3 separate regions of the Mus musculus genome follow, and all the other regions are linked to region 3. Evidence: chromatin contacts called from public promoter capture Hi-C data. All regions are on one chromosome and are shown on one strand. The core of a region is the stretch at or near the end of the contact, and the rest is flanking DNA. Distances in the headings are between cores, read along the strand shown.

Region 1 (3,312 bases), core at 429-2,928, 470 kb before region 3:
GGGCTTCTCAACCAAGCAACAAAGCAGCTCCTGCCCTTTTGCCAGGAGGGCCACCTCTGTGCCTTCCAAGGCTCCTTCTCTTCTGGCTCCTCCTGGATAGGCTGCCTTCCACTGTTACCACTCTTAAACACACGTTTCCAGCCGGACATTCTGCCTACAATCCTAATACAACTGAAACCAAGTTCGTTTCTTTCCCCACTCCCAATCCGGGTCTCTTCTAGGGTTCTCTATTTTGTCAAATGTGTCATCTATGTTTCAAAAGCATCAAGTAAATTTGGAATCAATTTCCCCCTTTCTCTTTGATCCTCACATGCCTTTAATCCCCAAGTCTTCAAGTCTCACAAATATCTCCCCAAATCATATCCTTTGCACTTGAATTTCCTAGTTGAATTTATGATAACTTCTGGCCTGAACCAACAGAGCCACCCTACACACCGTGCTGAGTCAATACTTTTTAAACAGATCTAAGGATGTCCCTCTCTTACCCTAACACATTCCATGGCTCCAATAAAGGTATGTCTCATTTGCTCACATCTAACAGATTCTCCAAGATATTTGTTGAAGCGAAATGAGAGAGGACACATTCCAAAGGGAAAAACTTAGGCAGCAGGATCTACCCCCACCAGCCTGACAACTTTGCTTTTAGCAAACAAGTTGATCAAACAGCTACCTACTTCCTGTCCTGTCCGGCTTGGTGGGGAAAAAACTAACATAAACCCTCCTTGGTGAACCATGAGCCGCTTCTCTTTGCTGTGGGCTGTATATATTAACTTTTAGCTTTAGAATAATTTTAGATTTACAATAAGTTGCAAAGATTTAGACCTCTATGCCCGTCACTTAAATTCCTCTAAAGTTAGCATCAGGGTACATTTATCAAAAATTGAGACAAAGACACCAGCGCAGGTTAAACTAAACCACACACTTCCGTAGATTTCCTGTTTTTCTCGAGGGCTTTTGTTCGTTCCTTTTTGTTTCAAGATATTGAAACCAGGATATTGCATAGCATTTAGTGCGTTACAGCTTTATGGCTCAAAACTAATAGTTAAATAATAGCAAGAAAAGACAGAAACAGAGTTTTTGAAATCGGTATTCTTCGGTGTCAGACCATTAATGGCTGGCTCTATGTGGGGAAAGGAGCCCTATTGCTAGTCTGACCACCACCTGCAGTTTCCACTCCTGGGCAGCTCGGCTCCATACCCTCCCCACCGCGGGTTCCCGGTGTCCTGGCCTGACGCTGGCACTCTGCGCATCCGTCCCAAGGATCGAACCTTCCGCTGCGCAGCCCGCGCGCCCCTTCAGAGGCTCACCCCACTCCGCCACGCGTCCTCGGGCCACGTGACTGCACGACCACCGCAGGGGACCCGAAAGGATCGCCAGGTCCGGGTGGGCCAGCGGCGCTTCAGCTCTCCTGAGCCCAGTATCCGTGCCTCCGTGCAACCGGATGTTAGCTGCCCTCCTCCAACTTCAGCTCCAAAGCCGGATGGACAAACCGACGGGCAAATAAAAGTCTGAGATTTAGAACAGACTGGGGCAAGGTGAGCGTCAATACATGGAAAATTATGAGTCCCAACCTTGGGACTTCAGGAACCCCCTAAGAGAAAAGTGTGCCGGAGCTGGGGTTCCCGGAGAGGTAGATCTCGGAACACCGGCTTTCGGCATTAGAAAGCCCGGTTAGGAACCCTGAAGGCAGCCTGGGCCAGAGGGAGCGCTGAAGCACAGGCGGAGCGGGAGGCAATGCCTGGAGAGCGACCCCTGCTCCTTTCCTATCACAGGTGCTACCTCGCACTAACCCATCCGCCATACTGGATCAACTTCATGACCTTGTTGAAATGGTTGTGTTCTAATTCTCTGTGCCAATACCCTTAACCGAAGACTTTGTTATTTTCAAACACTTTCCCAGGCTTGAAGATTACTCTGGTAGAAATAGACATCAGATCCTTCTCTGGCACTAATGAACTTCGCAGACTAGAGCCAGTCTAGTCTGTATTGTCCTTAGTTACTTAGACATGAGGAAAATCCGACTTAGAACGGATTTTATCTTGGGAGTCTTTCTCATAAACTTCATGCAATCACCTAGCTACGTGATTCTATACCTGTGTTGAAACTAGTGCACTACTTCCAGGAGTGGCTGTGTGAATTCAAAGCTCATTAAAAAACATGTTTCAGACTGCCGGCATACTAATATATGTTATCACTCATGTGTTTGTGATAGTAAAAATCTGCAAACGTATGTCCACCGGAAAATTGATTAATTAAAACTAATATATCAGGACTCCTGGGCATGGGGGCGGGCGGGTAGGGGGATGGAGAAAAGAAGACACCTGGTGTGAACTGCAAGGTCCATTAACACGTGCACACATGTACTTACATTCGTCTATTCTACAAATACACCGCACACACAAGCAACTCTTTTAACAGATGTGAAGTGTGTCTTTTTTTGAAGTGCTGGTAATCACAGTGAGCTTGTGACGGTTTGTTTGAGAATGGCTCCTATAAGCTTATATTTTTCGAATGCTTAGTCTCTGGTTAGTGGAACTACTAGGTTTGGGACCGATTAGGAGGTGTGACTTTGGTGGAGGGGGTGTGTCACTGAAGGTGGACCAGTCTCTCTCTTCTGCTTGTGGGTCAGGTGTAAGCTCTTAGCTACTGTTCCAGAGCGGTGCTCCCCACGATGATGGCCGTGGACTCACCATCTGAAACTGTAAGCAAACTTCCCAATCAGATGCTTTCTTTTATAAGTTGCCTTGGTCACGGTGTTTTTTCACAGCAGTAGAACAGTGAGTGACTAAGCCAGGTTTTGTACATCTAAACATTTGCCATCACTGAGCCACACCCCGAGACTACATTTAAGTCTCCAAATCTTTTTTTTTGTTTTTTGTTTTTTTTGTTGTTGTTGTTGTTTTCAAGACAGGGTTTCTCTGTGTAGCCCTGGCTGTCCTGGAACTCACTCTGTAAACCAGGCTGGCCTCAAACTCAGAAATCCGCCTGCCTCTGCCTCCCAAGTGCTGGGATTAAAGGTGTGCGCCACCACTGCCCGGCAAAGTCACCAAATCTTAAATCAGATTTTTTTTTTCTTCTTCTGTGACAGGGTTTCTTTATCCTGGCTGTCCTGGGACTTGCTTTGTAAACCAGTCTGGCCTCAAATTGAGAGGCCCATCTGCCTCTGCCTCCCTAGTGCTAGGATTAATGGCATGTGCCACTAATGCTGGGCTATTAAATCTGAATTTTAAGATGGTAAAAATTTATCTAAAATATAATTGAGAGGTTTGTATTTTCTGAGATGATACAATCCTCTCATAAATTAAAATACAG
Region 2 (3,362 bases), core at 760-3,259, 410 kb before region 3:
AGGTGTAGGTAGGTGGACTCTATGAGCTCAGGCCAGCCTGTCTTACAGGATAGACACAGCTATGTAGATAGACCCTGACTTAAGAAGTAATCAGTCAGTTAATTAAAAAATAAATTAAAAGGAACTAGGACTGAAGAGATGGTTCACTGGTTGAGTACTGACCAGAGAACCTGAGTTTGGTTCCTAGCACCCTTGCTTAGCAGTTATAACTGCCTTATAACTCAAGCTAGGCTGTCTAACTATAGACATAAAAAACAAAACAAAACCCTAAAGTACCCTTTTCTAGTTTAGAAGTAACAATAAAAAATAAAAATAATACAAAAAAGAATAGATTTGTTTTGAGACAAGGTCTCACTATGTAGTGGAGTCTAGACTCAAACTTCTCTTATCATAGCCTCCCAAGTGTATTATATTATAGGCCATACCACACAGCTGGACGAAGTTCATTGGTTTAGTTCCTTTTTGGAGACAGAGACCCTTTATGCAGTTTTGGCTGCTTAAACTCAGAGGTCCAGTGCCTGCCTTTGCCTCCTGAGTGTGGGATTAAAGGTGTGAGCACCATGCCCAGCTTTAGTTTCTATTTTAAAATTTCATATTTAGTTGGACAGTCAAGTCGACCCATTTGTGTTTCCTGAGATTTCTGTCTTATGCTCATTTTTTTTTCCTGATTTAAAAAATCTTTTTACTGGCTTAGGTGTAGATGAGTTGGAAAGTGTTTGTTTAGCATGCCCAAGGCTCTGGGTTCTATCCTCAGGACTACTAATATTATTTTTTTATTAGGTATTTTCTTCATTTACATTTCCAATGCTATCCCAAAAGCCCCCCCCATACCCTCTCCCCTTATGCTCATTTTTAATGTATACATATAAATATTAGTCTATAGGAACTCTGCTGAAGACAGTAACACTTTTGATAGCAGAAAGGACTTATTCACAGTTGGTCATTTGCCTTGTATTTTTTGTGTGTGAGTGGAAAGACCACTTAGTTCATAATTTCAAGGAGTTTTCTGTTTGGTTCCCACTGATGTCTTCGCTGTGACTCTGACAGGTTGAAAATGGAAGCCCTGACTGACCGAGAGCTGGGGCTGATAGACCCTGACAGTGGGGATGAGTCCCCGCACAGCGGAGGGCAGCCGGCTCAGGAAGCTCCCGGTGAACCCGCGCAGGCTGCTCAGAATGCCGACCCAGAGACCTGGTCCCTTCCGCTGAGTCAGAACAGCGGGAGCGATCTGCCTGCCAGCCAGCCTCAGCCCTTTTCCTCCAAAGTGGACATGGAAGAAGAGGAGGAGGAAGAGGAAGACATAATAATAGAGGACTATGACAGCGAGGAGACATAGAGAACAGCCTGCCAATCAGGTTGCTCCTTGAGAGATAAATTTTAGTCTATTCAGTGGTACTTGAACACGTCTCTGAAGGACAAGCAATTTGTTAATTGCTCAGTTCCTTATCGTATTCGTCACAGCAACTGACGACTGTCATCTTGAAGTAAAGCAGGTCTCAAGTACTCAGTGCTTAGTATTTATTTAGTCTTGTGAATGGTTTGAGGAGAAGTCACGGTGTGAAGTGTATGAATGTTGTACTAAATATCAAAATGTGAAGGAGTAATCCAGAATATACGGACTTTATGGGGTGTTGGAAATTTGATTTATAAAACAGTTTAGGATGCAATTATGAGTATAAATAAACCTTGTGCCTTACTTACAGTTTGCATCTAGCTTTTCGGATACCATTTTTGGTATGTTGTACAGTGGAATATTTTAGATACTTCTGGAAAGTATTTACATAATTTATATCAAAATTAAAAACGTTGGATTTCATCTTGTTCTTCTTATCCTTTAACATTACCTACCGCGCACTGTCTGCCTTGGGTCCAGGCAAGGCAAGTAGAGCAAATGTTCTAAAATGGGAAGGAGCTGGTAGCACCTATGCTATGCCTGCTTCCTGGCCTCAGCTAGGTGGCCAGGCGGGCGGGGCACTGCGGCTCGGCCACGCCCCGGGAGCTCGGTCCCAGTTTCGGTGCCCGCGGCAGAGCGTGCTGTTCCGGCGGCCGCGCAGGTGAGTGGGGCCGCGATGCGGCGACGGGACGCCGAGCCCGCGGGGTGGGCCTTTCGCCCTGGGCACACATCCCCGGAGCCGCCTCCCTCCCGCGGCCAGGCTGAAGCGGGAGCACGCGGGCGCGCCGGGCTCCGGGGGCGGCGTGGGCGGGTTTCGCTGCAGCGACAGGTGCGGCCGGCTGGACCGCCGCCGTCCTTCCGGGCGCCTGGTGGCGCCGCCCTCGCCACTTTCCCGGCTGGCCTGACCGAGACAACGGCCACCTTGGGGCGGAAGCCAGAGTGGATTTTCCAGAGAAGAAAGCGAAGGCGGGACACGCACCGGGTGGGTATAGTCGCGGTGCCGGGAGGCTAGATGGGGGACCCTGGCGGGATTGCTGGGTATCTGTCGGTCCGCTCGCGGCTGCAGCTCCGCTGCTCCCCCACCCCAAACCCCCAAGTATCTGTGGCGGTAGTCCACTTTCTGGAGGCAGCAAAACTTTAGAGGCAACTGAAGGGGCGATTGTGCGTGTGTGAAGGTGACCAGGCTCGATCCCCGTGACGCTCAGTGAACCATTTTTCTGGCCACAGCTGTGGCATTCCTAACTCCCTGGCTCCAAGCAAACAAAAGACCTGCGACCGAGCTAGGTGGAGCCCAGGGGGCTCAAGGACAACCTGTAAGGTTTTATCTGTATATTTAAGATGTGGTCAAATACCGCTGAAGATTCCTTGCTAGGTAGCACAGTTTGCTCTTCTACTAGTCTACACATTTTTGTGTTTTATTTAAATGATAAAGTGATGTAACTCAAACGAGCGGTTTTCCACAGGTGAAGATGAGTTGAATCCGTTACAGTGAGTCATACTTTTAGGAGTTAAATTAACCAGCGGGATGCCGCCGTGCAAACTATATACACCCTAAAGACCTCAAATCTCCTTCCGTTTATTTGTTGTGTTTTTGCTTCTACATTCTTAGGCATGTGTTAGATGTAAACGTTGTCTTTTTTAAAGAGCAAAGAGATAAAGACAAAAGGGCAAAGATAATTGCTGTTGTGCCGGCAGGTTTTATGTCAACTTGACACAAGTTACAGTCCTCTTAGAAGACCGAACCTCAGTTGAGAAAATTGCCCCCACTGAGTTGACCTGTGTGCGGGCAAACCTGTGGTCCATTTACTTGATTGGTGATTTACATCCGAGGGCCCAGGTCTCTATGAATGGTGCTGCCGCTGGTCCTGGATAATAAGAAAACAAACTTAGCAAGCCAAGAGGAGAAACCAGTAAGCAGCACTCCTCCATGGCCTCTGCATTAGCCCCTGCCTCCCGGTTCCTGCCCTGA
Region 3 (3,508 bases), core at 751-3,250:
AAATATTTAAAAAGACCTTAAACAACATAGCCAGCCAGCAAAAGAGCAATAGTGGTGTGTAAAGGGTGGTCCTGATTCTTTGATCAGGAATCTGTATTTACTGGGGCTGAAGGTCCTTGCTCCTAATTGGATTTTGGTCTATCAATAGAGATGCCAGTAGCCAATAGCTGATGACAGGGAAAGACACAGAATTGCAAGGGAAGGATGGAGAGAGAATCAGGAGGAGGAGAAGGGGGCACAGTAGTGGAGGACGTAAAGCCAACCAGCAATGTGAGTTTCCTCTGGCCACTTCCCTGACTGGGCCTGGGGTAGTAGAGAAAAAATTAAGAGTGCCCAGTCATTGTGTTATCCAAGGCATTTCAAGATTAACTGATTAACTGGTGTGAGTGACTGTGTGTGTGTGTGTGTGTGTGTGTGTGTGTGTGTGTGTGTGTGTGCATGTGTGTTCTATTTGTGCTACAGTGGGTCTACTCTAGGGTCTATGACCTACCTCCCCAGCCATGAACTTTGGACAAGGATTACAAAACCAGGCAGGAAATTCCCTTCAGTAGACTGCCCTCAAATGTAATCAGAATGAGGTTTGCTATGTCATCGAAGACATGGCATTATTGCACAAGAAGAAATCCTTGGCCTAGTGGAATAGTGGTGATATAGCAAGCAGAGACCAGCACTGAGAAGATCATTGATGCCCTCCTCACAACTTCCTGCAGTCTGCATAGCATCTTCTGGCACTGTAAAAGCTAGGATGTTTCCTAGTCAGTTTGAGACTGATTCACTTATGCCCTGCAACAAAAATATTTATATATAGTCTTACTCAAGGGGCTTTATAGTTGTTACTCCTTTTTCCCAGCAAGCTCTCCCTTCTGTTCTAGTCAGAGTTCTCTAAAGGAATAGAACTGATAGGCTATACAGATGTAGGTCTACATTTAAAGATAGATAGATAGACAGACAGACAGACAGACAGTAGATAGATAGATAGATAGATAGATAGATAGATAGATAGATAGATAGATATGGATATATAACCAAATACATGGGATTTATGAGACTGACATACAGGATATAGTCTGGATAGTCTAACAATGGCTATGTGAGACATATTGTCCTATGATGTGTGTGACAGTCATTGTTAGAATGGCTGAGAATTGGTAGTTAGTTGTTTAGTCTACAAGACTGGATGTCTCAGCAGTCTCAACTTGGCACTGGAGTCCTAGAGGATTCCTGAAAAGCTGCTGGTTTCAGTCTACCTTTTAATCATGCAGGAGATGGTTCTAATACCAATGAAGAAGTGCCACAGCAACAAGATAGATGAACTTGCCCAGTGATAGTGAGGGCACACCAATGTCCTTCTTCTGTGTCTTTTTATCTGGGCAGCTACCAGAGAGTACTCCCTACTGTTAGAATGAGTCTTCCTCCTTCAAGTAACCTGATCAACAAAACTACTCTCAGAAATGCCCAGAGTTTGAATTCTATTTGATTGAAAGTGTAGTAAGGTTGAAAACCAAGATTAGCCATCTCACGATGATTTGAGAGTTCTATAAAGGATCAAAGGATCAGGTGTTGAAATGGAATACCCATTGTACTATTCTAGGAGTGGAAACTTGATTGTTTTCGAGGTGGGATCTATGTAAGCTGATTAGAATAAATCATTGAGGTGAAGATCCCATTGGATCCTGGTGAGTTCCTAAGATAGATCAAAAACAGTCCCTGTTCATAGACACATGGTAAATAAAATAATTTTAGAAAATTAAAAACAAAAGTTGACAGGAAAGAGAGGGTGGAAGGAGGGTGTTCAGATGCAGATGTTAGTAGAAGACACTGTGTCTGGGCCTACACTGTGGTCTGAATGTGAAATACCCACACAGGCAGCTCATGGTTTGAGAATTTGGTTTCCAGCTGGTGACACTGCTGGGTAAGAGTTTGGATCCTTTAAGAGGTGGAGCATGGTGGAGGGTGTGGGCCACTGGAGACTCTATAGCCTGGTGCCACTTCCTGTTCATTTTCTCTGCCCCCTTGCTGCTGATGCACTGTGACCAGCTGGCTTCCTGCTCCTGCCAAGCCTTCTGTGCCACCTTGAGATACAGATCTTCATACTGTAAGCCAGAATAAGCCTTCTTTTCTGTGAACTGCTTTTGTCAGGGTTATTTTATCCCAGCAACAGAAAAGGTAACTCCAGGCTGTGCGAGGGGAAATGAAAGTAACTAAGCCTAGCCTTAGTCTGTCAAGGCAGGGCCAGCTCCTCTCTACAGGGAAGGAGCAGGAAGCTAGCGTTGGGTAACTGTGTCTATAGATAAGAACATGACCTTTGTCTCTTAATTGCTAAGGAAACGATGTGTGTGTGTGTGTGTGTGTGTGTGTGTGTGTGTGTGTGTGTGTGTGTGTGTGTGTTTGGAGAGAGAGAGAGAGAGAAAGAGAGAGAGATCATGAGACAACTGTAAATATAACTAGTCAAAGACTTGAGGATTGATAGAACTCCAGGCGACCAATGCTGGTCATTTTAATACTTATGACAAGGAGGGGTTTTGTTTTTGTTTTTGTTTTTACCTTGTTAGGGATAGTCATATGTGGTATCTATTTCACTAAGGAAACTCCTCCTGGATATTATCTGATGAAAGAGTGTGCCTTGTCTTAAAAGATTCAACTTGACCAGGTATGGTGGCACATGCTTATAGTCCAACACTTAAAAAGCTGAGGCAGAATGGTGCCAACTTAGAGGCTGCCAAACACTATAAATCAAGGCCCTGACCCGCAGCTTTCACAAAAATGTAGTAGCTAGGAAAATTCCAAATTGAATGAGGTTGATAAAGCATGATGTGAAAGATTTAACTCTACCTAGAAGCAGATTTGATATTCCTTTGAGAGTGTTGAAGTGGGTGGATTGGCCATATGCTTATATGAAGGTGTTCTTCATTTTGTTATATTTCATTATTTGATAACTTCATATCTGAGTACTCTGTTTACATTATTTCAACCCACCCCTCTCCCATCCCACCAAACTGCCTCTCAAATTCCAGAGCCTTTCTTTAATTATCTCACACACACACACACACACACACACACACACACACACACACACACACACACTTACTGAGTCCATCTACTGTTGCTCATATGTGTATGTGTTTGGGGCTGAGCACTTGTGATTAGATAACACTTTAAGGGCTTGTCCCTGATGAAGAATAATTCTCCTCCCAGCAGCCTACACTTCTTCTTACAGAGATGAGGCCCTGTGACATTTTCCCTGTCCACACTGGCATGTCATACAGGTGTCCTTCTCCAGGTCTTGTTTACCCAGCCATATTGTTGAGCTACCATGGGTGCATGGGTGCAGCTTCCCTGTCCTGTAAGGATGATGTTGGCTATGAGTTTGTCATCCACAGGCTTTATTACGTTGAAGTGTGTTCCCTCCAGTCTTTCTCTCTCTAGGACTTTCATCATAAATCCATGTTGAATTTTGTCAAAGGCCTTTTTTGCATCTCTCATGATAGATGGTTATGCAATGTTTGTC

The links. Capture Hi-C pulls out chosen DNA fragments and counts their contacts.
Region 1: a contact with region 3 is called in a promoter capture Hi-C map of pancreatic islet. The contact joins the promoter of Ccdc125 here to the promoter of Naip2 in region 3.
Region 2: a contact with region 3 is called in a promoter capture Hi-C map of adipose tissue. The contact joins the promoter of Marveld2 here to the promoter of Naip2 in region 3. A contact is called at or near these places in 3 of 39 promoter capture datasets (the C10 cell line, cranial neural crest and pre-B cells) and 2 of 9 other capture datasets (adipose tissue and pancreatic islet).

Annotation. Positions count from the first base shown.
Region 1 is chr13:100,667,847-100,671,158 of GRCm38.p6, reverse strand. It overlaps Ccdc125 (coiled-coil domain containing 125), which reads right to left and starts at 1,678. Exons shown (of 12, transcript NM_183115.5): 1 at 1,308-1,678.
Region 2 is chr13:100,615,618-100,618,979 of GRCm38.p6, reverse strand. Marveld2 (MARVEL (membrane-associating) domain containing 2) reads left to right here and starts at 2,009. Exons shown (of 7, transcript NM_001038602.4): 1 at 2,009-2,054. Rad17 (RAD17 checkpoint clamp loader component) reads left to right here. Exons shown (of 17, transcript NM_001044371.2): 17 at 1,048-1,816. The coding sequence ends at 1,336.
Region 3 is chr13:100,200,614-100,204,121 of GRCm38.p6, reverse strand. It overlaps Naip2 (NLR family, apoptosis inhibitory protein 2), which reads left to right and starts at 2,000. Exons shown (of 16, transcript NM_001126182.2): 1 at 2,000-2,095.